7 separate regions of the Mus musculus genome follow, and regions 1, 2, 3, 4, 5 and 6 are each linked to region 7. The links are chromatin contacts, called in public HiChIP or PLAC-seq and promoter capture Hi-C maps. All regions are on one chromosome and are shown on one strand. The core of a region is the stretch at or near the end of the contact, and the rest is flanking DNA. Distances in the headings are between cores, read along the strand shown. Region 1 holds the start of Cert1 (ceramide transporter 1). Region 2 holds the start of Poc5 (POC5 centriolar protein). Region 3 holds the start of Bdp1 (B double prime 1, subunit of RNA polymerase III transcription initiation factor IIIB). Region 4 holds the start of Smn1 (survival motor neuron 1). Region 5 holds the start of Mccc2 (methylcrotonoyl-Coenzyme A carboxylase 2 (beta)). Region 6 overlaps Fam169a (family with sequence similarity 169, member A). Region 7 holds the start of Ankra2 (ankyrin repeat, family A (RFXANK-like), 2).

Evidence for each region. Promoter capture Hi-C pulls out the DNA fragments that hold promoters and counts their contacts. HiChIP or PLAC-seq counts read pairs in DNA pulled down with a chosen protein or histone mark.
Region 1: a contact with region 7 is called in a promoter capture Hi-C map of pre-B cells, with 2.2 times the contacts expected there. The contact joins the promoter of Cert1 here to the promoter of Ankra2 in region 7. A contact is called at or near these places in 5 of 39 promoter capture datasets (the C10 cell line, liver, neutrophils and 1 more), 3 of 484 Hi-C or Micro-C datasets (CD4 T cells, CD8 T cells and liver), 4 of 115 datasets of contacts at active chromatin or transcription factors (bone marrow-derived dendritic cells, embryonic stem cells, regulatory T cell precursor and 1 more) and 2 of 9 other capture datasets (adipose tissue and liver).
Region 2: a promoter capture Hi-C map of liver shows a contact between it and region 7, with 4 times the contacts expected there. The contact joins the promoter of Poc5 here to the promoter of Ankra2 in region 7. A contact is called at or near these places in 3 of 39 promoter capture datasets (erythroid cells, liver and pre-B cells), 2 of 484 Hi-C or Micro-C datasets (liver and muscle stem cells) and 3 of 115 datasets of contacts at active chromatin or transcription factors (microglia, regulatory T cell precursor and thymic regulatory T cells).
Region 3: an H3K27ac HiChIP or PLAC-seq map of regulatory T cell precursor shows a contact between it and region 7, with 23 times the contacts expected there. The contact joins the promoter of Bdp1 here to the promoter of Ankra2 in region 7. A contact is called at or near these places in 5 of 39 promoter capture datasets (cranial neural crest, hematopoietic stem and progenitor cells, liver and 1 more), 2 of 484 Hi-C or Micro-C datasets (CD8 T cells and muscle stem cells), 3 of 115 datasets of contacts at active chromatin or transcription factors (double positive thymocytes, regulatory T cell precursor and thymic regulatory T cells) and 1 of 9 other capture datasets (adipose tissue).
Region 4: a promoter capture Hi-C map of liver shows a contact between it and region 7, with 3 times the contacts expected there. The contact joins the promoter of Smn1 here to the promoter of Ankra2 in region 7. A contact is called at or near these places in 1 of 39 promoter capture datasets (liver) and 1 of 9 other capture datasets (liver).
Region 5: an H3K27ac HiChIP or PLAC-seq map of thymic regulatory T cells shows a contact between it and region 7, with 14 times the contacts expected there. The contact joins the promoter of Mccc2 here to the promoter of Ankra2 in region 7. A contact is called at or near these places in 1 of 39 promoter capture datasets (liver), 1 of 115 datasets of contacts at active chromatin or transcription factors (thymic regulatory T cells) and 1 of 9 other capture datasets (liver).
Region 6: a contact with region 7 is called in an H3K4me3 HiChIP or PLAC-seq map of embryonic stem cells, with 5 times the contacts expected there. The contact joins the enhancer-like site here to the promoter of Ankra2 in region 7. A contact is called at or near these places in 6 of 39 promoter capture datasets (cranial neural crest, embryonic stem cells, epiblast stem cells and 2 more), 1 of 484 Hi-C or Micro-C datasets (embryonic stem cells) and 2 of 115 datasets of contacts at active chromatin or transcription factors (embryonic limb bud and embryonic stem cells).

What each region holds. Positions count from the first base shown.
Region 1 is chr13:96,540,988-96,544,580 of GRCm38.p6, forward strand. It overlaps Cert1 (ceramide transporter 1), which reads left to right and starts at 1,748. Exons shown (of 18, transcript NM_023420.2): 1 at 1,748-2,272. The coding sequence starts at 2,177. It overlaps Polk (polymerase (DNA directed), kappa), which reads right to left and starts at 1,592. Exons shown (of 15, transcript NM_012048.3): 1 at 1,340-1,592.
Region 2 is chr13:96,386,799-96,390,265 of GRCm38.p6, forward strand. Poc5 (POC5 centriolar protein) reads left to right here and starts at 1,496. Exons shown (of 13, transcript NM_026173.3): 1 at 1,496-1,733; 2 at 3,425-3,467.
Region 3 is chr13:100,101,975-100,105,600 of GRCm38.p6, forward strand. Bdp1 (B double prime 1, subunit of RNA polymerase III transcription initiation factor IIIB) reads right to left here and starts at 2,096. Exons shown (of 39, transcript NM_001081061.1): 1 at 1,653-2,096. The coding sequence starts at 1,864.
Region 4 is chr13:100,122,614-100,126,129 of GRCm38.p6, forward strand. It overlaps Smn1 (survival motor neuron 1), which reads left to right and starts at 2,242. Exons shown (of 9, transcript NM_011420.2): 1 at 2,242-2,352. The coding sequence starts at 2,281.
Region 5 is chr13:100,013,910-100,017,519 of GRCm38.p6, forward strand. Mccc2 (methylcrotonoyl-Coenzyme A carboxylase 2 (beta)) reads right to left here and starts at 1,730. Exons shown (of 17, transcript NM_030026.2): 1 at 1,477-1,730. The coding sequence starts at 1,605.
Region 6 is chr13:97,103,230-97,107,088 of GRCm38.p6, forward strand. Fam169a (family with sequence similarity 169, member A) reads left to right here. Exons shown (of 13, transcript NM_001100458.1): 6 at 3,725-3,859. Among named protein-coding and RNA genes, the nearest start is that of Nsa2, 33 kb to the right of the region's middle. Within about 2 kb of position 2,377, at least 14 of the 459 cell types and tissues checked have an H3K27ac peak or open chromatin away from gene starts, as enhancers often do. A contact at or near this core is called in embryonic stem cells, where this site is marked.
Region 7 is chr13:98,261,448-98,264,979 of GRCm38.p6, forward strand. Ankra2 (ankyrin repeat, family A (RFXANK-like), 2) reads left to right here and starts at 1,629. Exons shown (of 8, transcript NM_001271388.1): 1 at 1,629-2,029. Utp15 (UTP15 small subunit processome component) reads right to left here and starts at 1,545. Exons shown (of 13, transcript NM_178918.3): 1 at 1,428-1,545.

The sequences.
Region 1 (3,593 bases), core at 498-2,997, 1.7 Mb before region 7:
CCCATGCAACGGAGGCAATTTCTCAAACATTAACACTAAATACAAGGAAGCAATTTTCAACTGAGCAAGCAGGAGCTGGGTGTTGGTGGTCACAATTACTCAAAACCTAAATGAGTCACCAAATAAATTGAAGGTTCTTTTTAGAAATTAAACATAACACTGTTTCTGTGATTCTAAATTGCATTGTGAGGTGAGTTCCTCAATATTTACAACCACTTTCTTTAAGAGCAGTGATTCTAAAACCTAGCACAAGAATCAGAAATTCTATTCATATCTGACTTAGTAAGCAAAGCAAACTATCTAAATGCATACTCTTGTAATTTACAAAGTGGTTTGCCCTCTTCTCTCTCTCTCTCTCTCTCTCTCTCTGTGTGTGTGTGTGTGTGTGTGTACATATATCTCCTTGGGCTATGTTTTAACACCCTGATAAGGTATTCTTAAAATCTTTATCTCTTAAGGTTTTATTCATTTGAATATCTTTCAGTTATGTTTGTCATGATTTTACGATGGAAAATCATTTGTATCTGACATACAGTAGACTTAGATTCTACTGCATTTAGTCTCCAGGAATGCTTCTACACAAGAACTTCTCAGGGCTACTTCCTGTCATGTGGAGTGTAGGACTCTTCGATTGCTCCCAGAGTTTTTGTTTGTTTTGTTTGTTTGTTTTTTCTTAGTCATTGTGCCTTAACACCCCACCCTACCCCCAAACACTCAAAATTTCTTACTTTTCCATCTGGGTAGCAGGTAGAAATTCTTTCTGCAGTTAAATAAGGAATTTCAAAGTTGGAAATGATCAGGAATTTGATAGCTACCTATTGCCTAATTCCTTATTATTTAGTAAAACTCGCATTTTGATCTTAATGATAGAAAGTTTCTATCCAAGTTATCCTGTCTTCCGGGGAGGAAAAAGATGGTTAACATGGGTCTCCGGGGAGATACTTGTTCACAACTAAGAGAAAACTTCAGGATATAATATGACCCTAATTTCCTTTTTAAGAAGTTCTTTAAACGTTATTTGTTCTCTGACAACCTCAACATTAATTGCACGAGATAAAAATTCTATAAATTAACAGTGAGAAAATAGTCTGAAGGAATTCTTCCTCCAACAGCAGTAAACGTCAAATATTAAGTCTACTTCCGAAGACATAGACAGTAGTCCTTCGGAATTAACAGTGACGGTTTTAGAGAGGAAGCAAATCTTCAGTTTGCGACTGGAGAGATCATAAACTCCTAACCTGAGTGAAGCGACGGAGTCCCTATCATTTTTGCCCAGGCAAGTTGCAAAGATGTTCCCGGGCTTTCCGGAAAGCAGCGTCGCACAGCCCACCATCCTCACCTGAGGGTTCTCACGTCCCGGCTCGCTGGCTCGTCACAAACACGCAAGGCAGAATCGGAAGCCAGGCTGGACGGAAAGGGGCACGCAACTCTCAAAAGAAGCCCACTTGCCTTCAGAAGGTTCCCCTAGGCAACCAGCCTTTAGGCGCGCCCAGGACACACACCAGTTGCCTAGGATTGCGACTACAACTCCCAGGAGGCTGCGCGGCGGACGGAGCGCCAGCCTTCCCAGAATGCAGCGCAGCGGCTTCCCTGTTCAGCTTTCTCCTCTCCCGGCTCCGCCTCCTTCCCTACCCGTCGTCACCCGGGAGGGCCGGAGGTAGGGAGCGTCGCGAGCCGCCGGGAGGGGCCCGGGGCGGGGTGGAGGGAGGATGGGAGGACGGAGGGGAGGGAGCTGAGAGAGGAGGGAGGGTAAATAGTGGACCCGGCAGGAAGATGGCGGCTGTAGCGGAGGTGTGAGTGAGTGGATCTGGGTCTCTGCCGTTGGCTTGGCTCTTCCCGTCTTCCTCCCCTCCTCCCTCCCTGACTGAGGTTGGCATCTAGGGGGCCGAGTTCAGGTGGCGGCGCCGGGCGCAGCGCAGGGGTCACGGCCACGGCGGCTGACGGCTGGAAGGGCAGGCTTTCTTCGCCGCTCGTCCTCCTTCCCCGGTCCGCTCGGTGTCAGGCGCGGCGGCGGCGGCGCGGCGGGCGCGCTTCGTCCCTCTTCCTGTTCCCTCACTCCCCGGAGCGGGCTCTCTTGGCGGTGCCATCCCCCGACCCTTCACCCCAGGGACTAGGCGCCTGCACTGGCGCAGCTCGCGGAGCGGGGGCCGGTCTCCTGCTCGGCTGTCGCGTCTCCATGTCGGATAACCAGAGCTGGAACTCGTCGGGCTCGGAGGAGGATCCGGAGACGGAGTCCGGGCCGCCTGTGGAGCGCTGCGGGGTCCTCAGCAAGGTGAGCTGCCCCGCGGGGACCGTGGATCCGCTGCCGGGACTCACCTGCCGCGAGGCGAGGGGGAGCCGCTCGGGACCTGGGGTGGGGCTGGACTGGAGGCACCGACTGTCCCGGGGCGGGGGCTGCGGAATGTGCTGGGGTGCGGGGCCGAAAGGTCGTCTTGGAATGAGTGCCTGGCCAGGGATGGGATAGGAGGTGCTTGGGACTGTCCTTACCGCTAGCCCCCCAATTCCTGGATCCTGTCAGCTTTGGCGGAGGACCTTGGAAAGCTTGTATTAAATCCGTGATCTAGTTCGGGAGGCAAGGTGCATCTGGTAACTTGGAACCCAAGGCCGCAGCTGTCTGGGGTGTAGGAATCTGGGTTGGGCAACCCGTGGTGTCTGAAGAAGTGCTGGGCAGGAGGGCGGTGAAATCGACCTTTCAGACTGTATTTTGGAGGCCCCTACCAGAATGGGGGCAGGTGCTGTTCGGCTCTTAATTGGTGTAACTTAGGCAAACCAGTTGACTGGGTTTGGCCTTGAAATCTGAGATAGTAAACTTTGAGGTGTGAGTGATCTTTGGTGTAGGAAGCGTGTGCGGCACTTTTGTACCTTACCCCCTCCTTGTCCAAGTTCAGAAAAGAGCTATTGAATTGGCAAGCTGTGGATAAGAAATATTAATAGTAAGTTGGAACGTGTCAGAAGGAAGACCGACCTTTAGTTCAGGAAAAGGAGCGTTATTTAGTAATGCAGTATTTGTACAGAAAGGAAAGACATTTTTTGTTTTGTTTTGCCTCTGTACTTTTAAAAGCACCGTTTCAGCTTTCTTTCTTTCTTTCTTTCTTTCTTTCTTTCTTTCTTTCTTTCCTTTAAGCCTAGATAGAATTTATAGGGCTGGAAATAAGTGATCTTGTTAATATTTCACAGTGTGTTGTATTTTACGTTTTTGTTGTGGGAAGACTCAGTCTTTATGACTTCCCAGTCCTTTCCTGTTAAACTTTAAGAAATGCTTAGAGCAAGCAGTTAGTTTCCAGAGGGAGAATCAGGGCTGGTCCCTTAACAAGCTGGTCATAAGATACTAAGTCATGTGCTAATGCCCATTAAGAAATCATTCTGCTTCTAGTGTTCTTGAACATCATTTCTGGAATTGTCTGAAATTTAGGCTATTAAAGTATCTACAGTGTCCTAGATTGAAAAGGCCTGGGATAGACTTAAGAATGCCAGATGCAAGGCTTCCAAGTGTTAACTTTTATTTACATAGTAGAAAATTATGTTGTATTTAATTCTGTGATTATTTTTGAAATTTTATTGTGATGGTTTCAGTATTGCATCTTTATAATTTA
Region 2 (3,467 bases), core at 246-2,745, 1.9 Mb before region 7:
CTCTGCCACCACCACCCCTGCTCCTTTTATAAAACACAACAGGGTCACCATGTAGTATTCAACTGAACAACAATTATTAGAACGAAGTATAAAATTATTTCTAGTGGTAGTAATTTGTCTTTTAAAATAAGCTTAGGGGAGGAAATCAACACAGCTAATGCCAACAAAAATTTTTTGTGATCTTCTTCGTTATCATTCAAATATAAGAGCCAGTGAAATGGCTCAATGGGTAAAAGCACTTACCACCAAGCCTTATGACCTGCGTTCAACCCCCAAGTCAGGTCACACGTGGTGAAAATAGAGACTATTTCCCCTCACCACACACACACACACACACACACACACACACACACACACAGAGAGAGAGAGAGAGAGAGAGAGAGAGAGAGAGAGAGAGAGCATAACTTTTAAAAGATAATAAAAGTCTAACTCTTGACAAACAGAAGTAGGTGAGGCTGCAGCTGTGCCACTTCCGTATACAGAAAAAAGAAAGTGACATCATGTAGGTTACAAAAGGGGTGGGGGGGATCGAACAGATTATTCTTTTCTAGTCTGGGGTCCGAAATGTCTGTTTTAATATATTAACTCATTTTATCTCCCTAGACCGTATTATGTGGGTAGCATTACCGAAGGTGTTAATGAGTACTTACTAAAGCCAAGTTTTAAGTTGTAATTGTGTTCTGTCTTTTAAGGTCGCGATATTCCACCAAAAGTTTCTGTTTGCAGCTTACAGCAGTTAGGTCATCAGTAAAACTTAGGCTGGTTAGACTCAGTCATGTTGGTTTAAAGTAGCTGCCAAGGGCTACTTTGGGAATTATCTGTTGGGTCTGTGATAGTAAACAATTTTACAGTATTAAATTACGTTGCTATGGATTTAGAAGTGAATTACACTGGATTCTCCCTGTTTAGCCTTCTGTATTTTATTTTAGCTGAGATGTCACCAAAGTTAGGATCTATGTTTAAATTTTTGAATACCCCACACAGAATAAACCAAGGGAAATGCCCTGGAGTTGCAAGTCAAAAACAAACAAACAAGCAAACAAAAAACAAAAAACTTAGGCTGGCAGTTTGTTATACCCTCATCCTCATAATTACATTATTCGTTAAACTCCCTAACCCAAAACTAAAGAAATCAATAGAGGGCATCGGACATTTGTGTTTTTAAGAGAGCAGCTGCCGGGCCAGTGGCCTTGCGGCCTGTTATCTGTGCATGAAACGAAATCTCGAGGCTTTATGCCTATGTCATCCTCATTGTTGAAAATAAACAGCACTCAGCTTTCACAGATTTGCGAAGATAATTAAATTTGTCTGCAGTGCCGCCCCGTAGTAGTCCTCAGGCACAGAGCAGCACCGAGCATGCGCTCTGTTCTGGGAACTCTGGGCCGGCTTTTGCCTGTAAATCTCCTACTTCCGGCTTGTCCCGCGGAGATACCTTGGGCTCCGCCCACTTACCACGGACCAATCAAGTTTAAGATTGCTGAAGCTGTGGACCAATAGTTAGGGCTGTCTTTCATCAGGGCCCTCAGTTTGAAACTGTCAAGTGGCTGCTAGGGGAGCCGCTGTGCTTGCTTTGGTTGCGGCGGCGACGCCGTCTGTCGCAGCGAGTCAGGAGCCGAGGTTTCGCCGAGACGGTGGATCCCGGTGGCGGCGCCCAGGCCGGTTCCTCCCTGGCAGGATTGGGAGCATCGTCCCTGGAGGTGCCAGAAAGAGAAGACACAAGTGATGCGAACTAAGTAGGTCCTGTTCTTTAGGACGTGGGGACATAGCCAAACAGAACGTTGTTTTTTATTAAGAAAGAATTAGATTTAAATGGGGCCGGATTGGAGGATGGTGAAAGAAAACTTGGAAGGGCCTGGTGCTCGCCCTCTCTTTGCGTGCAGTTAAGACGGGAGAAGTCACCTTGCGGCCAGCTACACGTTGGTTCGTTCTCCGCCTCTTAGAGATTGCGTTTGAATTCCCCGAGTCCGCTTTTCAGTTAAGTTGTACCAGTAGCAAAGAGAAGCATTCAAAGTATCTTGTGGTTTCAGCTTAGGTTAAAGAGTGCCGAGAATGTAGTGGAATGGTGCGTGTCACCCTCTAAAGCACCATTCTTCTGAACCCAGAAACTGAAGAAATGCTACTGTTTTCGTCTCACGTTATTTCTCCTGCCTGTTTGCAAAGAGCAGGGATAAATGGCAGATAACGTATTTTCCAAAAGTCCGATCGCTTTCTGACCGCAATATGTTTTTAAGAAACAATTTTGGCGTCTGATCATACCAGCTCATTTGTTACTAAAATAATCCACAATTCCCAACTCTGGTTGCCTACCAGGTCTGCAAACAAGTCATAAGGGAAAATGTAATTAAAATTAAAACGGATCAAATTACCACAGTGGTTGATTTGAGACTAGTGAAGTGTTCATTCTTCGATGCAGATCCATGCCTATTTTATCTTCCCTGCATGGCTTAATGAAAGACAGTCACAGCTCAGACTTAGTTTACTTATCCTCTGGAACCATACCAATGCTGAATAAAAGAGAAATTCCCTTTGCACAATTCTGGCTGCACCCTGGCTTTCTATTCTGTGGTTTTCCCTGCATCTCTCCCTTCTTCTTCAGTGTCTTTATCTCAATTGTTTTCTTAGCAAACTATAATTGAGGCCTGCTCCAGGGGCAGCTGAAACTGTCACGGGTGTCAAGGCAGCCTCCTGATCTGCATGCTGGGGGCCTTCCTTGCCCCCTTCTGGCCAGTGACCCTCATACTGCTCTCCACACAATTCCGGTGTTCTGGCTGCCTCCCATCTTTCTCCTGACACTTCACTGTTCCTTAAAAGCTAGCAGTTTTAGGTTCCTCTTCTCAGAGCAGTCCTCTGTTAGGATTATGAACTCCTTTGAAATCATGTTTGAATCTAAAAATCCTTCTAGAAAATACATATGTTTATATTCTAAAAGTGTGTGCAGTTGTGTTTGGTCTGCAGGATAGCAGTTCTTTTACCACAATGGGGAATCCCATCCATCCCCATTTCTTTCGTATTACCCCAAGAGGTCAATGCCTCCTCAGTCTAAATCTCCAGCCTATGCTTGTAATACAGGCAAAGGCACATCCTAGCCATTGTGAATTCCAGTGCTCGGAGCTGGGTGCTGAGTAGCCAACGTAGTCACATAACCGCTATCCTTCTGTAACCACAGAATTCAGCAGATTGATTCCCAGATCCTGCAGATGCCTACATCTACAGATGTTCAAGAGAACTATATAAAATGGCATAGTGTAGCCTATGACATATACCACCCTTCACACTTTAAATTATGTCCACTTTACATAGAACCCTAATATAGTATAAATGCTAGGTAAGTTGTTATTGCACAGAATTGTCTAGGGGATGGCGATAAGAAAAGTCTGTGCATGTCAAGACCAATGTGATTTTAAGAAATACTTTTGGCCCACAGATGAGTAAATCCATAGGAGCCCAGGGATACTGACTCCTGCGTG
Region 3 (3,626 bases), core at 846-3,345, 1.8 Mb after region 7:
AAGGACCAGGGATGTAGTTAAGCTGGCACAGAGCCTGAATGGCACGCAGAGCCCTGGCTTTCATACTCAGCACTACATACACCAGGCATGATGGCACATATCTGTAATCTCAGCATTCAGAAGGTAAAGCAGGTGGATGAGAAACTTAAAGGTGTCTTTTCATGCATGGAGAGTTCTAGGTCAACCTGAGCTAGATGAAACTCTACCTTAAAAACAACAACAAAAAACTTGGTGGGCCTGGTGGCTCATGCTTTTAATGCCAGCACTCAGGAGGTAAGAGACTTCCAGCAAGTCAAAGCTACATAGTTAAATCTTGTCCCCCCCAAACAGACAAACTATATGTGTGTATGTATATACACATTCACACATATAGTTTATATGCATAGTATATGATGTACTCTAATTGTCAACTAAAATATTCTCAAGCATGTCTCAGGACTATGGCCTATGGGAATTTATAAAATATCAATCATTATGCCTTCCTATATAGTTAACAAAATTTTCCAAATTTGGAGCAGTGACCAATACTGGTATTTCTATTCTAAGCAGAAAATTTTCAAACAGATCCAAGTTTAAAAAAAAAAATGTTGAAATCATGGTGCATAATTGGAATGCCAAAATAACACACAGCACAAACTCTGATTAACAGAAGAAATGCTGTTACTATGCAAACATAAATTGTACCATCTCCCTGTCACTTAATGTGATTACTTACTGGCTTTTTCCTCTGTATATTATAAAACACTACAGTCACCATATTAACCCGTCACATATTTAATTTGTACCATCACCTTTCTCCACTGTTTTGTTTTTTGAGACGGGTTCTCACTATGGGGCTGACTGTCCTAAAGCAGGGTGGCCTCTGCCTCCCTATTGCTAGGACTAAAGTTGTGACACCATACTCGGTCTCATCACCTTTTTTTGAAAGTAATCAAATTTTTTTTTTTAGTAAATTTGGGGGAACTATTCTACCATGTGGCATGTAAGGCAGTTTATGTAATCCTATCTGATCTCACAATATTGTCCTAAAGGAGGTACTAACTTGACACCAGGAACAAATTTTCTCTGAGAACAACCTACTTAAACTTGCTAAGCTAAGTAGGAGCGTCCTAAATTCAAATGTGGTATTTGTCACTAAAGCCAGGCGTCTTGATTCAGGAAACGTAGTTACAATAAAGAAGTATGCACTCGAACCAAAATAAGTAACCTAAGCCTCTTCCCTTTGACTCAGGGGCAGGGCGTTTACCTAACACTCCATGAGGCCTTGGGTTCAACCGCATCACCGCGTGGAGGGAGGAAAAAAAATCAGCACTGGTGCTCTCCTTTCAAAAATAAATATCCACAAAATGAAAATCCCAAAGTGCTTTCAGTGTAAAGTACTCCAGGACAATTAATTAAATTTCCAAGTGATGGTGCGTCTACATTCTTGACTTCAAAATCCTTAAGCCTGGATTCCCATCTCTGTAAGATAAGGCAAGACACTGTCTCCTCGGGAATCTTAAGATCGTGACAGAGTCATAGTAGTCGCACCCTCAGATCACGGAATAAAACTACAACTAGAAGTGGTTTCATCCAGCTCAAATCAAAAGCTTGTTGCAGGAGAGGTGCTCCGTGGTAAAAATCCAACAGCTCAGCTTGATAGAAGACCTTACCTGCTCCCGGGAGCCTGTTCCTGGGGTTCTGCTCCCCCGGAATCCACTGCAGGCACATCTGTGGGCTCCGCTGGCTTCGGAGCTGACTCGGTGGCAGGCTCCGGAGGCCTGGGAGCCTCTGGTCCACGCTGGGGATTGGGAGCGGCGGAGCCCCTGGTCCCTACACCAGGCCTGACATTTGGCTTCACGCTAAGGCGTGCCCTGCGGAACATGGCGGAGCCAGGGGGCCGAGAGCGGCGGCTCCGCGGCCGCGCTCAGCCCAGAGCCCCGGCCGCTGCCCGCAGGCTGACACTCTCACCCTCCCACACGTCCACAACCACCAGTCCAGCGCTGGCTACCGCAGTTTTGCGCCCCCTCCGCCTCCTCCGCTCTCCCGCCACCGCCTCCTCTTCATGACCCTGCCACACTAAAAGCTAAGTTTCTCCTCCCCGCGTCCCGGCTCGCGAAAGGCGCCGGAAGCAATGCGTAATCATTCGGCGCCGACGATGACGTCAGACTCCGGGCGCCGGGAGCCATAGCAACTGCAACGCTCTGTAGCTTCGGTTACCTGTAAACCAGAGATTTTTTTTTTTTTTTTTTTTTTTGATTCGAAGACAGATATTCTTTCCTTTGTAAGACCTTGGGAGTTGTTGAAAAGAGAGAGCGGAAGCAGCTGAATCCTCCAGGTCAAACTTTTTTTTTTTTTTTTTTGGGGGGGGGGCCGTTTCGAGACAGGGTTTCTCTGTGTAGCCCTGGCTGTCCTGGAACTCACTCTGTCGACCAGGCTGGCCTCGAACTCAGAAATCTGCCTACCTCTGCCTCCCAAGTGCTGGGATTAAAAGCGTGCGCCACCCCTGCCTGCCCGGCTCAAACTTTTAATTTCTCGCCAGTGGTGCTAGGGTTTGAACCCAGGATCCCTCACAAACCCTGCATTCTCGGCATGCACACTGCCATGGAACGTCCATCCCCAACCTACTTAACTGAATCTTTTATGAACTATTAAGGAGTTTTCGAGAAGAGTCAAAGTGTGCAAGAATGCAGAGCATGGTGGTGCGTGCCTGCAATCCCAGCACTGGAGAAACCGAAATAAAGAGGTCACAAGTTCCGAGCCCTGGACTATCTGACAAGACTTACCTCAAAATTACAATAAGATAAAATAGTATGAGAGTAGTGCCTTAGCACCAGTGCATCCCCAGAGCATAGAACCTGTTTGTTTTAGGGTTTTTGAGACAGGGCCTCTTATAGCTAAGGCTGCCCTTCAACTCTTGATCCTCCTGCCTGCACGGGCTCAATGTTGAGATTACAGGTATGTATAGGCTACCATACCCTGCTAGGAAAAAAAAAAGTTTTAACTATGAGTATGGAGAGAGCGAGTTTGCGGGAGACTGAAAAGTTACAGGTAGTTATCAGACTCCTGATGCTGGTGCTGGGAACCAAAACTAGGACCTACTGGAAGAGCAGGAAATGGATCTACTGAGCCATCTGTCCAACCCCCAACCTCCGCCAAGAAATTTTTAATTGAGTAAAAAAAAAGGTTGAAATTCTGTGTGAGGAAATCGCAAAGAGAAGCCATGAAACACTTCACAGGACATCCACTATATGGGCTTTTGTACACTTTAAAATAAAAACTGTCAAAAATGATTATACTCCACATTTTGCACACGAATGTTGCAAAATTTATTGCTTCCAGAGATATCAACGGAGCAATAAATAAGACATTGTATGTTACAGAGGAGAAAATACAAAATAAATGAACAAGATCAACAAGAATATATTAAATATGATGAGATTTCAAGGGTGATGGAAGAGTCCTGCGGTACTGGCAGTAGGGCAACTTGACAAGGAAAATAGGTATCAGATTGCAAACCAGCCTCTGCTACATGAAACCTTTTCAGAAGAGAGAGAGAGAGAGAGAGAGAGAGAGAGAGAGAGAGAGAGAGAGAGAACAAACACAGGAAACCTGAAGAAGGTGGGAGTGCAGTTTAGTACTGAGCA
Region 4 (3,516 bases), core at 992-3,491, 1.9 Mb after region 7:
TTCCCTTACTGCTTTTAGTATTCTATCTTTATTTAGTGCATTTGATGTTCTGATTATTATGTGTCGGGAGGAATTTCTTTTCTGGTCCAGTCTATTTGGAGTTCTGTAGGCTTCTTGTATGTTCATGGTCATCTCTTTCTTTAGATTTGGGAAGTTTTCTTCAATAATTTTGTTGAAGATGTTTGCTGGTCCTTTGAGTTGAAAATCTTCATTCTCATCCACTCCTATTATCCGTAGGTTTGGTCTTCTCATTGTGTCCTGGATTTCCTGGATGTTTTGAGTTAAGATCTTTTTGCATTTTCCATTTTCTTTGATTGTTGTGCCGATGTTCTCTATGGAATCTTCTGCACCTGAGATTCTCTCTTCCATCTCTTGTATTCTGTTGCTGATGCTGGCATCTATGGTTCCAGATTTCTTTCCTAGGGTTTCTATCTTCAGCGTTGCCTCACTTTGGGTTTTCTTTATTGTGTCTACTTCCCTTTTTAGGTCTAGTATGGTTTTGTTCATTTCTATCACCTGTTTGGATGTGTTTTCCGGTTTTTCTATAAGGACTTCTACCTGTTTGGTTGTGTTTTCCTGTTTTTCTTTAAGGACTTGTAACTCTTTAGCAGTGTTCTCCTGTATTTCTTTAAGTGAGTTATTAAATTCCTTCTTTATGTCCTCTACCATCATCATGTGAAATGCTTTTAAATCCAGGTCTACCTTTTCAGGTGTGTTAGGATGCCCTGGACTGGGCGAAGTGGGAGTGCTGGGTTCTGATGATGGTGAGTGGTCTTGGTTCCTGTTAGTAGGATTCTTACGTTTACCTTTCGCCATCTGGCTATCTCTGGAGTTAGTTGTTATAGTTGTCTTTGTTTAGAGATTGTTCCTCTGTTGATTTTGTTACCCTCTACTAGCAGACGTGGGAGACTAGCTCTCTCCTCTGAGTTTCAGTGGTCAGAGCAGTCTCTGCAGGCAAGCTCTCCTCTTTTAGGGAAGGTGCACAGTTATCTGGTGTTTGGACCTCCTCCTGGCTGAAGATGAAGGCCCAAAACAGGATCTTTCCCAGAAGCTGTGTTGCTTTGGCCAGGAAGGTGGCCGGTTTTCTGGAGCCGAAGATGTCACCGCCTCCTCATTTTTTTAAATTGCAGGTTTTTGTGGTTTTGAGACATTGTTTCAGTGTTCTGTTGGGTAAATATCCCCTAATTTAGCTAAGGCACTCTGCCTTTTACCAGCTCAGTAGGATGTGTTTCCCAGATACTCTGTCCATGTCCGCAGCTGGGAACATTCTCTTAACAAACGATCTACACCCACATCACTATCAGTGTGCCCCTGGTCCAATTTTATTTTGTTAAATCCTGGAACACAAGAACCCACAAATCTCACTGGGCGCTTTTGGGATGCCCTATTGTCTATGCCCTATTCCAAGATCCCCTAAATTGTAGAAAACAGTGGGTTTTGCCAGGCTGTGCCCTGCCCTGGGAGAGTCCATCATAGTTTGAGACAGGGGCTCGCTGCAAACCTCTGACTGGCCTGGAACTTCGTATGTAGACCAGGCTGGCCCCAACTCATACCTGCTTGCCTCTGGAAACTCCACCCTACAAGCAGCTTCTGACTCCATCTTGAGGGAGGTGACTGAAACCTCTGGGTACACCAGAAATAGCACCATCTGCCAGGACTTATCTAGTTTTTTGTTTGTTTTCTACAGGCTGATAGGTGGCTTATTCCTGAGTCAATCTGTAAATTTATTGGGATAAATCAAAACTATGGTGGCACATGGGATATCGAAATTCTATCAGGAAAATCAGACTCAGGAATTTACCAGATATGCCAGATGAAGGAAATGGTCGACTCCCCTTACCTCAACCTTGGGCCCATTACAAAACAGACACCTAACACTGCAAAAGGCCCGATACCAACCCATCGTCTAATAATTGGTGTGTGCATCAAGAACCAGCAAACACAGGATGCCCTTATTGTGAAGGTTCATCCCAAACTCGGGAAGCTGAGGTAGCAAAGGCCAGCCTAGGCTATATAGCGAGGCTGACTTGAAAAATGAAAAGAAAAGGGCTGGAGGGAGGAAAATAAATTGGAAGAAAACAGAGGGAAAGGTTAAAAAAAAAAAAAAGAACTAGAAGACAGGTGGAGGGGAGAAAGAGAAAAGACAGATGTGGGAGGAGTGAGTTGGAAGCGTGTAGGAGGTCTCTGGCTGCCTCCGGGCCACCGTACTCTTCCGGTCCCAGAAGCCCCATGACGGAAGTCGTCATTGAGTGAGCCCGGCAGCGTCCGTGGTAGCAGGCCATGGCGATGGGCAGTGGCGGAGCGGGCTCCGAGCAGGAAGATACGGTGCTGTTCCGGCGTGGCACCGGCCAGGTGAGGTCGCGGCTCGGCGCTAGCACTCGGAGCGCTGCCCGAGACCGAGGCGGTGCGAGCTCGGGCCACATCCGCAGGCGGCTCCTGGTGCAGCTCGGGCGCCGGCGAGGCTGTGAGCCACGCTTTGGTCCTGTGTGACTGTGAGGGGATGTGCAGGAACGGGGACAGGCTGGCTGAAGCAAGGCAACCAGATAGGAGCCATTGGAAAGCTCCAGATTTAGGTCAGGATGAAGATGTTCACAGGGACTTTAGACTAAAATGCTGGTTTTCTGGATCCAGTTTTGTAACCGGAAAGACCAAGTGTTGCAAACAACAGTTGATAAAGTTTGAGAGAGAGGGATAACTAAAGTTGCCCGGAGTAGTTGAAAGTTGCTATTGACTGCATTGCATTCAAATGTATACGACAGCAGATCCGAGGCAGGGTTGGTGGTGCACGCATAATTACATGCACAAACACTTGGGAGATGGGGGCCGGAGGGTCGGGAGTTCAAGATCCTCGGTTACAGCGTGAATTCCGGACCAGCCTAAATTACAGGGAGACTGTAGAAGTAAGATAAACACTGGTAAGTACGAGGGCAAATCAGAGCCAAGTTGGTGGACTGTGCATGTGATCAGTCCCAGCTCCTGAGGCAGGAATGTGAAGTTGAGTCTAGCCTGGGAAACAACATACTCCATCTAACGAAGTTTAAAACATTAGGACCTCGGTCGTCTTATGGTATGGCAACTGATTTCTGCTTGGGGCTTGGGGTGGGAGAAGAGAATTCTGGGCAGCTTTGGGCAGTGCTGCATTTCCTTCTTTGGGGGACAGCCCAGCAATTCCTATTCTGAATAAAGCTTTGCCCTTTGTCCTCAGGGGAGCCCTGGCGGTCTGGTTCTCTCCTTAAAACCACAAGGTTCCTGTGCTAATTTGTCATCGTGGTAACTTCTTCATGCCCAGGGTGATGGGTCATGTTTACAATCTCAGGGGTAATCTTATTGATTGCAGCTTCTTTCTTGTTGCTGTTTTGTTGTTTTGAGACAGGTCTCACAGGGTAGCCTTAGGAGACTTGGAACTCTCCATGTAAGCCAGGCTGGCATCAAACTCAAGGAGATTGCCCCGTCTCAGCCCCCCCTCCCGCCCCCATTTGAATCAGGGACACATTCCATAACCTAAATTGGCCTGGA
Region 5 (3,610 bases), core at 480-2,979, 1.8 Mb after region 7:
TAAGGTGGTATTAAAAGGTATTAGAAGGATATGGGAAGGTAGGTGGGAGGGAGGGACACATTGGGAAGTGTCTAGGGAGACTGGGAAGGGGAACTGGGAACAGATAACATCGAGATACACCAGCTGGGCGTGGTAGCACACGCCTTAAACCACAGAAGCAGAGGCAGGTGATGACCATGCTCAGCTTGGTCTACAGAGCTGATCTACAAAGCCAGGACAGCCAGGGCTACTCAGGAAAATAAAAATCCCTGCCTCAAAACAGACAAAAAGATACACTGTATTTCTGTATGAAACTGTCAAAACTAAACAAGATAGTCCTAAAAATAATAAAATAGCTATGTTCAAGGAAATGGTTGGAACTAGAGATCATCACAGTAGGGAGGCAGGGAAACAAATACCACATTTTCTCTCACATGCAGAATCTAGGTTAGATGTACAATTTAGGGACATGAAAGTATAAGGACTACTTGGAAAGAGAAAAGGAGACAGCAAAAGAGTGGAGAGGAGATAAGAGAGTCATGTATGTACATATAGTGAAGTGTATTTATTACTTTGTACAATTAGTATATAGTAGTTGTATTTTGTTGTAGTGGTGGTGGTAGTTTTTTTGAGAAGTTATTTTGTAACTTTGGCTGTCCAGGAACTGGCTTTGTTGATCAAGGTGGACCGAACCTCACAAAGATCCACCTGCTTCTGCTCTGTGTGCTCTAGGTGCCTTCAGCCCTTCAGGGCTAGGACACCTCTTACCACACAGCCGCACAGCTATCTGATTTCTAGTTAACGTTTCCCAGCCCCAAATGACTTTCATTCCTACACATCCAGGCCAAATACTTAAAATACCGCACAAACAACTTAGTGCTTAACTAAGTTAACTTCTTCCCTGGCAAATAACTGCTGGTTCTATGAATAATTCAGACGTTATCTGTAGAGGCCATGAAACAGATTTAAATGTTCCAGCTTTGATACTTCACAAATTATGAGTTGCTTCTTTGGCCAGGGGAAGCCACTCAGTCCCAAGAAAAGCTATGTAAAGACATTGTGAGCTGTGTATTGTTAATATAACTATTAAGCGGAAGAGTGTAAACTATCGTGCTATGGTAGTTCCTAAAGGTGGCTGCCACAAGACCGCTAAAGAATATACCCAGCCATGCAAACACGAGGACCACAACTTCGTGATTACAAAGTTGCCAAACCGGTCTCGGGCATTTGTAAGTTGTCCAAGCGACAATGCTTTGTGGGGTTTTGAGAACCACTGATTTGAGTGACACAAAATGCCAGTACCAGTCCTAAAAGTGAACTAAAATCTCACTGGAACGACTTCCTTCTGCAAACTTCACAGGACCCTACTGAGTCCCAGAATGACGCCTGAAGCTGCAAAGGAAAGAACAGCAGAGATCCAAGCATGCCCACCCTCTGGCCTCCGATGACTCCGGGGCAGGAAGGCGAACAGGCCTCCAGGACGCTCGCTCAACCTACCTGGTAGGTGGAGGAGGCCGAGTCAGGCTGGGTGCCCAGTCGGGCCACTGAGTCCCCGTGATAGGCACGCTGCGGGGGTACAGCAGCCCGACAGCACGGTCGCAGAGCTGACCTCAGCGCGCCCCACATGGCGATGGCAAACACCCAAAAGAGAAAGAGAGCGGCCCTGCAGCTCGGTTCTGCAGCTCCTGGGGGCTGCTCCTCCAGAGTCCTTGCAGCACCAGCCCTGGTCCATCAGCTCCCAGGCCAGCCCCGCACACGTGCCATCGCAGACCACCTCCAATTGGTCGGCGCTGCGCGCCACGCCTCTCTACTCCGCCAATGAGGCGCAGAAGAGCAGCTGCGCGAGTCCAGGTTCCATCGCGAGCCCAGGAACACTGGGCCGAGTAGAGCGAACAGATAAGTGGCTGCTGTCCTGCCGAAGCGTTTGTCACAAGCATGCACCCGCCTCTAGCCCATGTACTGCAGAGCTTCAGCACACCTGATCATTTTTAGAATGTGACAGATTGTAGACATCAGTACTGGGATCTTCACACCAATAAGGATTAAAAACACTCTGCGAAGTGCCTTAGTGTTGTTTTGTTTTGTTTTGACTCGCACACTTTATTGAATGCTTACGTGTTACTACAGCATGAGCAAAGTAAAAGCGCCAGGAGCATCAGAAAGATGAACAGGCTAAGGAGAGGGTCGGCTGTGCCCTAGGAGGAAAGATGCTGTAGGAGAATAGCACCCGAATAAAAGCCAGATTGGGTAGAAACACATAACTAAGATGGGAGCCAGGCTTGGTCGCTCTGTCTCCCTTGGGGACCATAGACTCTACCACTCTGCAGCTTCAAGAAAGAAGCCCGACCCACAGAAAACTATGGTAAACCAATTGATAGAAGGCTTGTCAAAGTTTCTGTAGCTTACTAAGTGAAGAGTCCACAGACTACTAAGTGAAGAATTTAGAGGCTAGGGTGGGCAACAAAATGAGACATTGTCTGAAACCAACTGTTTTAACATGAATCTTGAAGACAATGTCATCATACAAATAGTGTTGGGCTGAGTGGTAGAACGCTTGCCTAGAATGCAAAAGGCTCTAGGTGTGTGTGTGTGTGCGCGCGCGCACATGCACACAGAGGAGAGAGAGAGTAGGTGAAACATGCCTACTATATTAAATGGTGCTAATTTAGAAGGAGTGGCACTTTGTGTGTACAGACGTGGGTACGGTGTGTGTACAGAAGCACACATGGACACATGGAAGCTGGAGAATGTCAGTATCAAGCCATTACTCTGCCTTATTCCTTTGAAACCAAGTCTCTCACTGAACTTGCAGCGAGGTGTGCAGCTAGAAACCTCTGATCCTTCTGCCCCTGCTCAACCCAGTGCTTTTACCCACTGAGCCCTCCCTAGCTCCAGAAATGGCCAGCTTTTTTAAAATCTAAGAAAAACGAAGGCCTAAGTCAAATCAAAGTGAGTTCACCATGACATAAGCATTCTATCTTGCTACAAGCCGACCCCAAATAAGATCTTGTAATGTGGAAAATAACTTAAAGATTCACATGGCATCCAAGAAATGTAAAAGAAAACAAACCAAAGCAGAGCATTTGAGCTGAACGAAACATTTATTCCTGGCAACGAGGCTAAAAGAAAATAATTTCCTAGCAACTCCAGCACTCAAAAGGTCAATTAAGAGGATCAGCAGCTCAACCTTAGCCCGGGCTACACAGTGAGTGTGCAGGCAGTGTGGACTAAGCAAAAGTGCCCAAAATGTTTCCTCTGCTTTTCACTTAGTTAAAACTGTTTACCTTTGACCCTCCTACCGGTCCCGAGAGTTCCCACTGCTATCCAGGTGCCTCTCAAATTCATGGCTTATTCCTTAAATATATACACGGGTGGGAATAACTACACGACGCGGGCTGCTGAGTCTGTGTAATGGTGCCCATGTTTGTAGGCTAGGCTGAATACTTGGGATTGAAGTGTTAGGGTGTTAAAGTGTACTTGTAATGATGTGTATGCCCGAGGGACTGTACACACATATGCACCTGAGTGCAGTTGCCCAGAGGCCAGGAAAAAGGCCCTTACAGCTGAGGTCTTTTACAAACTGCCCACATCACCTGACCCATGCTTGTGAGAGGGTGGCTTAAGAGCATAG
Region 6 (3,859 bases), core at 1,127-3,626, 1.2 Mb before region 7:
GGCTCTGAGCTTCAGCTATCTGAAGATGAATTGTAATTATTTTATTTTAAATTAATAAAATTTAGTCTGTCTAAAATTTACAGTGTTGGGTAACTTGAAACATCTTCTGAGCCGGGCAGTGGTGGTGCACACCTTTAATCCCAGCACTTGGAAGGCAGAGGCAGGCGGATTTCTGAGTTCAAGGCCAGCCTGGTCTACAGAGTGAGTTCTAGGACAGCCAGGGATTCACAGAGTTTCTATCTTGAAAAACCAAAACAAACAAACAAACAAACACCTTGTGGATGATTGTGAGGGTAATTATTACTCAAGCCCAAACTAGACCCTTACCAAGTTTTCCTGAGTTGGTTTCTTTTAGATAGCTAACACTTAACTGACTCTGAAAACATGAAGAATGATTAACTAATTTGTTTTGGGTTCATATCATACAGTGTGGGAAAAATATTCCCCACGTTGACATGTTTATGAGATGCTAAAGGTGGTTTTAGGGCGGTGAAGGGCTACTTTTTTTTTTTTTTTTTTTTTTTTTTTCTTTTTTCCGGAGCTGAGGACCGAACCCAGGGCCTTGGGCTTGCTAGGCAAGCACTTTACCACTGAGCTAAATCCCCAACCCCAAGGGCTACTTTCTTGGCGGACAAAGAAGTGACTTGGCGAGAGGAGGAAGCTGCTCCCTCTGGCAGAATAAGCTTGTGATTTCTGCTACTAGATCTTGAGTAGTATCACTGAAGTGTTTATTTATGTTATTTTTAGGTGATACACAGATGAGGAATAGGAGAGGGAAGAGTAGGGGAAAAGAATAAGGAACACATTGAGAATAGTAAAAGCTCTGTCCTTGAGGAACTAATGGGCAGACAAGTAGGTACTAGGAAAAAGATCAGGTAAATTAAAGAGAGGGTATCAGAGGTGTCGGAGAAGCTATTTTAAATAGAGTGATTAGGAGAAGGTTTTCTGATGAGCTGATGGAGAAACAGGAAGTGTGAGTCTCAGAAGAGATTCCAGGTAGGAACTGAAAGTGGAGAAATCGGTTTGAATACTTCAGAAATTGCAGATGGCTTCCTAGCTTGGTTTATAGAGTGAGTGATAGAATTTGGAGAGGGTAGAGGTTGTATCTTCAAAGGTTTCTAGGCCAAAGAGCGAGTGAATCCTGCTCTGTGGTGAAGGGCAGAAGGGGTTTCAGGATGGAGGGTAACACCATCTTTCTTGCTGCCCCCTGACCCCCAAAAACCAAGGGTTTCTTTGTGTAGCCCTGGCTGTCCGAGAACTCTCTGGTGACAGACATTCGCCTGCTTCTGCTGCCTGAGTGCTGGGAGGAAAGGATGCCCCACCTCCGCCTAACTCCTTCATGCTCTTGGCAGCACTAGGAGTGCAGAGACAGGGTGCCCAGAGTGTGCAGGTGTTCTGTACAGTCCAGAGAATGACTTATAATAAACTAAGTCATGCTTTCAGTTTATTTTTATTTTATGTGTATGAGTGTTTTTCCTGCATGTATATATGTGTATCGTGTGTATGGTACCCACACAAGTCAGAAGAGGGAGTCAGATACAATGGAACTAGAGTTATGGATGGTTATGAGCCACCATATTGGTGCTGAGAGCTGAATGCAGGTACTTTTCAAGAACGGGTGTTCTGAAAAACTGATCCATCTCTACTCATAGTATTGGTTTTGAATGAGTGAGTTTCTAAGATAGATAGCAGAACACCTTTAAATAAGCTGGTTAAAATGTCTAGCAGAAATCAGTTGAGAAAGCCCACTGAGGCAGGTAACTAGAGTTGTTGATAAAAGTCTCCCATGTCATTCCACACCCCCACTTGAGGCTTCCAAGTAAAAGAATAAATAACAACTAACAGGTAATGTCATCAAATCCGTCAGAAACCCAGTGGGGAAGCACCGTTAGGGCTCCTAGCTGGAGTTCCAGATCGAGAGAGCCCCTGGCAGAGCAGAGTCTCCCCAGGAAGGCTCCCAGCAGAGCAGATGGCAGTAACAGCATCAAATCTGGAGCTCACAATAACCAGCAGTTAAGTTAGCTGGAGTTCCCTGTGAGCTTCTCTCCAGGGTAGTGCTTCCCGCAACTGAACTCCCAGCGTCTCACACTCTTACAGCATGGGATCAATCATAGTAACATCTCTTGGAAATCCGTTTATCCGTTTTAGTTGTTGTTAGAACATGATGTTTTTGTCCTTGAGCTGTTTTGTTCTCTTCCCTCTCTGTCACAGAGCTGGTTTTGTTTTGTTTTGTTTTGTTTTGTTTTGTTTTGTTTTGTTTTGTTTTGTTTGACTCTTTATTCATTCTTGTGGTGGGGGCACATGCCTAGACAAGGGGCCTTAGAGGATACTTAAGACAAACGTGTTTAGGTCTGAAATGGGGAGGGACCTCCGGAGCCAGCTTCTCCGGGAGCCGAAACAGCTCCTGACAACTCATCAGTACAGAGCGTGTCAGCAGGGTTGAGAGTGTAGCAACAGGGCTGCTTTGGAAGGCCTGGGATTGGTGCTGTGGCCTGGGCAAAGGAAACAAGGCCCAAGGCATTGTTGCTGCTCCTGCTGCAGGCTTTCTGATGGACTGTTGTAGGCTGCAGGAAGGACCAGGGGTGAGTGCGGGGCGCTTGGCTCAGAGAGACTGGACAAGCGGATGTCAAGATTCACTGAGAACATGTGTAAGCTTGAAGGAACATACTTTCAGACTTGTCTCTGCAGAATTTGATTATAAATGGTATACATCAAATGTGTACATTGCTATTTTATTTATATTTTAAATAAGTTGCATATTCATATACCACAAAATTTACACATTTCAAATGTATCATATTTTACCAGTTTTGTATCATTTTTATTATTACAAAACAAGAAAATCTATATACAAATGTCACTCTTATTTCCAGCCTTTGGCAACCATGAATCCATGGATTAATCTATGAATTAATCTAGGTCATATGTTGTGTGGCTTGTATCTAGCTTTTCTTTCTTTCTTTCTTTCTTTCTTTCTTTCTTTCTTTCTTTCTTTCTTTCTTTCTTTCTTTCTTTCGGCTTAATAGTCTTTTTCCAAGTCTCATATAATATATTGTAGTATGTATCAGTACTTCACCTCTTTGGAAAAATTAGATTTATTATATCTGTATTACTGTTTTGTTTGCTTGCCTGTATGTGTACCGTGTGCATGTCTTGTGCCCTAAGAGATCAGAGGTGGGATGGAGTTATGGATGTTTGTTAGCCATCATATGGGTGCTGAGAACCAATCCCTGACTCTGTGAGCCATTTCTCTAATCCAACTCTTCATTTCTTCTTATGACCAAATAGGATTTCCTTGTATAGTGTTCTAGTCAGACTTTTGTTGCTGTGACCATATATCTGAGCAAAAGCAATTGAAAGTATTTATTTTTGGCTCATGGTTTTAGCTGTTTCAGTTCGTGGAGCAGATAGAGAAGGTTAGGTTATGTCTAAAGATAGAGTGTAATATACATATAGTCATAGCCAAGTATGTACGTCATGAAATGTTAGTAAGCTACTTGTCCTATATTACTGTTGGCAAACATAAAATAACAGCTATTCTTATTATCACACATACATTATAGAGTATAACAAAAGTTACAATATACTTTATTAAAGAATATACACATTTTTGGTGTGCTTTTTTACTTAAGGGAAAAGCTATTTTCAGAAATGTTAACTCGTATTTACTAAATGTCCATGTAACTTACTGTGTAAAATTCTTTGGTTTCTCTTACTGCTGCAGGAAGCTTATGTGCCTCATTTCTTACTCAGAATTACCAACTGCCAGTTCTTGATACAATGTTTATAAGGAAGAAATACAGAGGAAAAGATTTGGGGCTTCATATGCTGGAAGATTTTGTTGATTCCTTTACAGAAG
Region 7 (3,532 bases), core at 379-2,878:
GACTGACCTGACTTCCTAAAAGACAAAAGAAGCAAGGAAAACAAAGTTAATCTTTAAGTGTAGAGGCTTAAGATGAAATTAGAGATAATGTGCTGGCATCAGACATAAAATTAAACGTGAAAGGTTCAAACTGTAGGAAAGAAAACCTAAACAGAGGAAACTTAAAAGTGACAGAAGAAGAAAAAAAGAAGGAGAAGAAGAATCTAAGTTCTTAACACGAGAAGCATTCAACTGAAGACAGTCGGGAGTATCAGATGGACGATTATATCGACGATACTCTCTGTCCACTCTGAAAAGCCTGCACAGCCGACATCAGCAGCACCAAAGCAATCAGTTTAACTTATTCTAATTGCTATTTTGATGAAGCAGAGCAAACCAAGGTTCATTCACTTCACACTCACTTTTGCTTTAACATACCAGGAATGCCCTTTCACTACGTACTTCCTATTTAAGGTCAGCACAGGAAGTCATTCTGTCCCTCAGAAATCCCTCTCTGCCTTCCAACAGGTGTTCTCAAACACTATCAAGGGCCAGATGGTAAATATTTTAGGTCTGGCCAACCAACCGACAAAGCAGAAGATATTCTATAGTTAATGACATGGCAAGAAATTTTTTCACTAGTACTCACAAACGCATTTGTTGTTGTTGAAAGGAAATACAATTCTTTGAGGTCAAGGCCTATTTCATTTAGTTTCAAGCCAAATCACTGTACATAAGACAGTATGTTTATCTGCAAAAACCATTATTGGCTCACTAGATAAAAACAGGCACCGGAATAGATCTGTCCCAGGAATAGTACCTCCTAAGTCTATTTTTCAAGAAATGAAAGGTTTTCGAGGAAAGAAGTGAGAAGTAGCGCTGGCTTGCTAAGTTACACAAATGAAGAACAGCATTGGCGGGGACGTGCAAGGGAAGACAGAACAAGCAATGAGATGCTATGAAAACGAATGTTAGGAAAATCACTGGACCAAGTCAGGACCTAAGAAACTGGGATTCACGGAATAACAGGCATTACGACACAAGGTGTGATCAAATAAACCCTGAAGGGTACTGAGAACATGTAAGAGGGAGATGTTTAATTCTACCTGGACATAATGTCATTTCAGCGGGGTCTCTAAGCATAATGTGGCACGATGGGCACAAAAGAAGCAGAGCGGAGGTGCAGAGAGGGACGAATACCCAGCCATCCTCAAATCACTAAAACAGAATTCTGTCCTTGGCCTTGGAGAAGAGATTGCTCCAGGGACTGACAGAGGTGGCTAGGAGAGCGACTACAGAGGAGCAAAGCCTGGGTCAAAATTAAATCGCGGAGGCAGATAAGTTCAGTGATCTCCGGGGGAAGCCCCAGAACAGACGTCCAGGATGTCAGAGATCACAGTGAGGACTGAGCAGAGCCTGGGCCGCCACCGGGAGCCGCCATCGCCTACCTCCGCGGGGCCCCGAGGGTCCACCGAGGCACCGATCCCCAGGACGACTCCCCAGACTTCGCCAGCTCCCTACAGCATACCGCTCTGCAGCACTCGCTCAAAATCACGCGGACAGTCCAGGAGCCGGAAACGCGGAGGCGCAGAGGCGCGTCGCGGGAAGATGACGTGCAGCGCAGGCGCAGAAGGTTTACGACCCAAAGAACTACAAGAAAGCGCCCTGGTGGGCGGGGCCCTGGGCGGGGCCCCGGGCCGCTCTCCAATGACCCGGAACTGAGGCGATCCATGGTTCTCCGAGAGGATGGGCTACGGGGCGCTAGGGAAACAAGAAGCGATCCCTGGGAGTCGTCTCGCCTTCACCGAACGCTCTGGGCTTTTTCCAGAGGAGATAAAAGATAGGAAGTGACGTCTGGGCCCGAAGCAGGCCCGGGGCTCGGGACCGATCTGGCTAGGCCAGGCCAGAGCCGCTCTCCCGCTGAGCTCAGGGCGCGTGTACCACCCGCCTGACCGGCCCCTGTCCCCGGATCCGCTCGCCGCGTCGGAGCGGGAGCGGGTGTCACCCCGCGGCCGTAGAGCGGGAACGCCCGCCCGGACACCTGTCGCCCGTGAGACGCCTTTCGTTTTTTATAGCACCTTTGCCCCCACTGTAGGACAATTTCAAGAATTAGGAAGAACCCGAAGCCTCTGTGATTAGCTTCCATTGGGGACTGTGCCCCCTGCTTGCATTATACTCTCCCTTCCCAGGCGTCTGGCTGGCGAGCCTACCCACCCTTTCTTTCTTAACTCTTTCTCACCATCTCTGTCATTTCGTTTTTTCCCTCCCTTGTGCTTCAAGTCTTGGCGAATCAACAGTCTTTGCTTATCTCTGTAATCCAGTCTAGATAACCGTTCCCTTTTCCTTTCCTGTTCTCTGGTCAAAGACTGGTAATTCCGTCTATTGAAACCTATTGTTCTATAGGGGTCCGCAAAGAGGTGACTATTTTAACCCCATTTTAGGAAGGATTGAGTCTCGGGAAACTCGTGATTTGCATGTCTAGCACATCGAATTAGTTGGTGTTGAAAATAAATTATCAGACCCAATTAGAAAATATGGGAAAGAAACTGTAAAAAAAAAAATTGTCCAAATTAAGATCAGAAAATATGAGGCACTAGGTAGGTTTTGTGTGCGGTGGCTCCTAAGAGTGATCTTAAACCAGGTGAGGGAGGTGGTACACACCTTTAATCCCAGCACTCCGGAGTCAGAGTCGAGGCTACAAAATAAGTAAGACCTCGTGTCAAAAGAAAAAAGATCTCCATCTGGCAGTTTTTTCCCCCTTTAATGGGAGCTTGAAAGGAAGTTTTCAAGAGAATAGCACTGGACATCCCCTGGGAGAACTGGGGAGGAGAGGGGGTGGAGTTGCGGCTCAACCCACACGTGCCTAGAAGAAATTGTTCTTTCCTTAGAAACAGTTCCCATTGAGTGCTATAAACTAACTTTCTGTTCCTGTGGCCTTCTGACAAAATGTAGCAACTTTGTTATGTGATACTTTGTGTGACTGTAGTGTCTTCATGTCTCTCCTGGAAGTTTTGTATTCTTGTATTGCTGCTTACTTACTGACCTCAGTGATGGAGTTGATAGAGCAACATATGTTTCTCCGGATTCAGGAGCTTTCTTTTTCCACTGAGATGAATGTTACTCACCCATTCTACTCAGAAGGCCGTGATAAGGACCAGTGGTTTTTAAAAAGAAGTTTTTGAGATAAAGTCTCTCTATTAAGTAGCTCTAACTGTCCTAGAACTTACTGTGTAGACCAGGCTGACCTCAAACTCCCAGAGATGTGCCTGCCTCTGCCTTCCAAGTGCAGAGCTTAAAGGTGTGTGCCCCTCACACCTGGCTTGTGTAATGTTTCTTGTGTGTATGTTTTCAGGGCATGACTACTTAGTATTGCATGACCAGTTGCTGGGCTCCTTTCTGGGGAGGACTATTTCTCCTGCTCTCTAGTGCTCCACCATACTCAACAGGATCAGTCTTTTGAAATGGTTTTAAAGTGCTGCAGTGGTCATACATTACTGATTCGTTTCTCTCCTAATTCCAGGCAGTTCTGATCATCACACACTCAGTTCCCTTT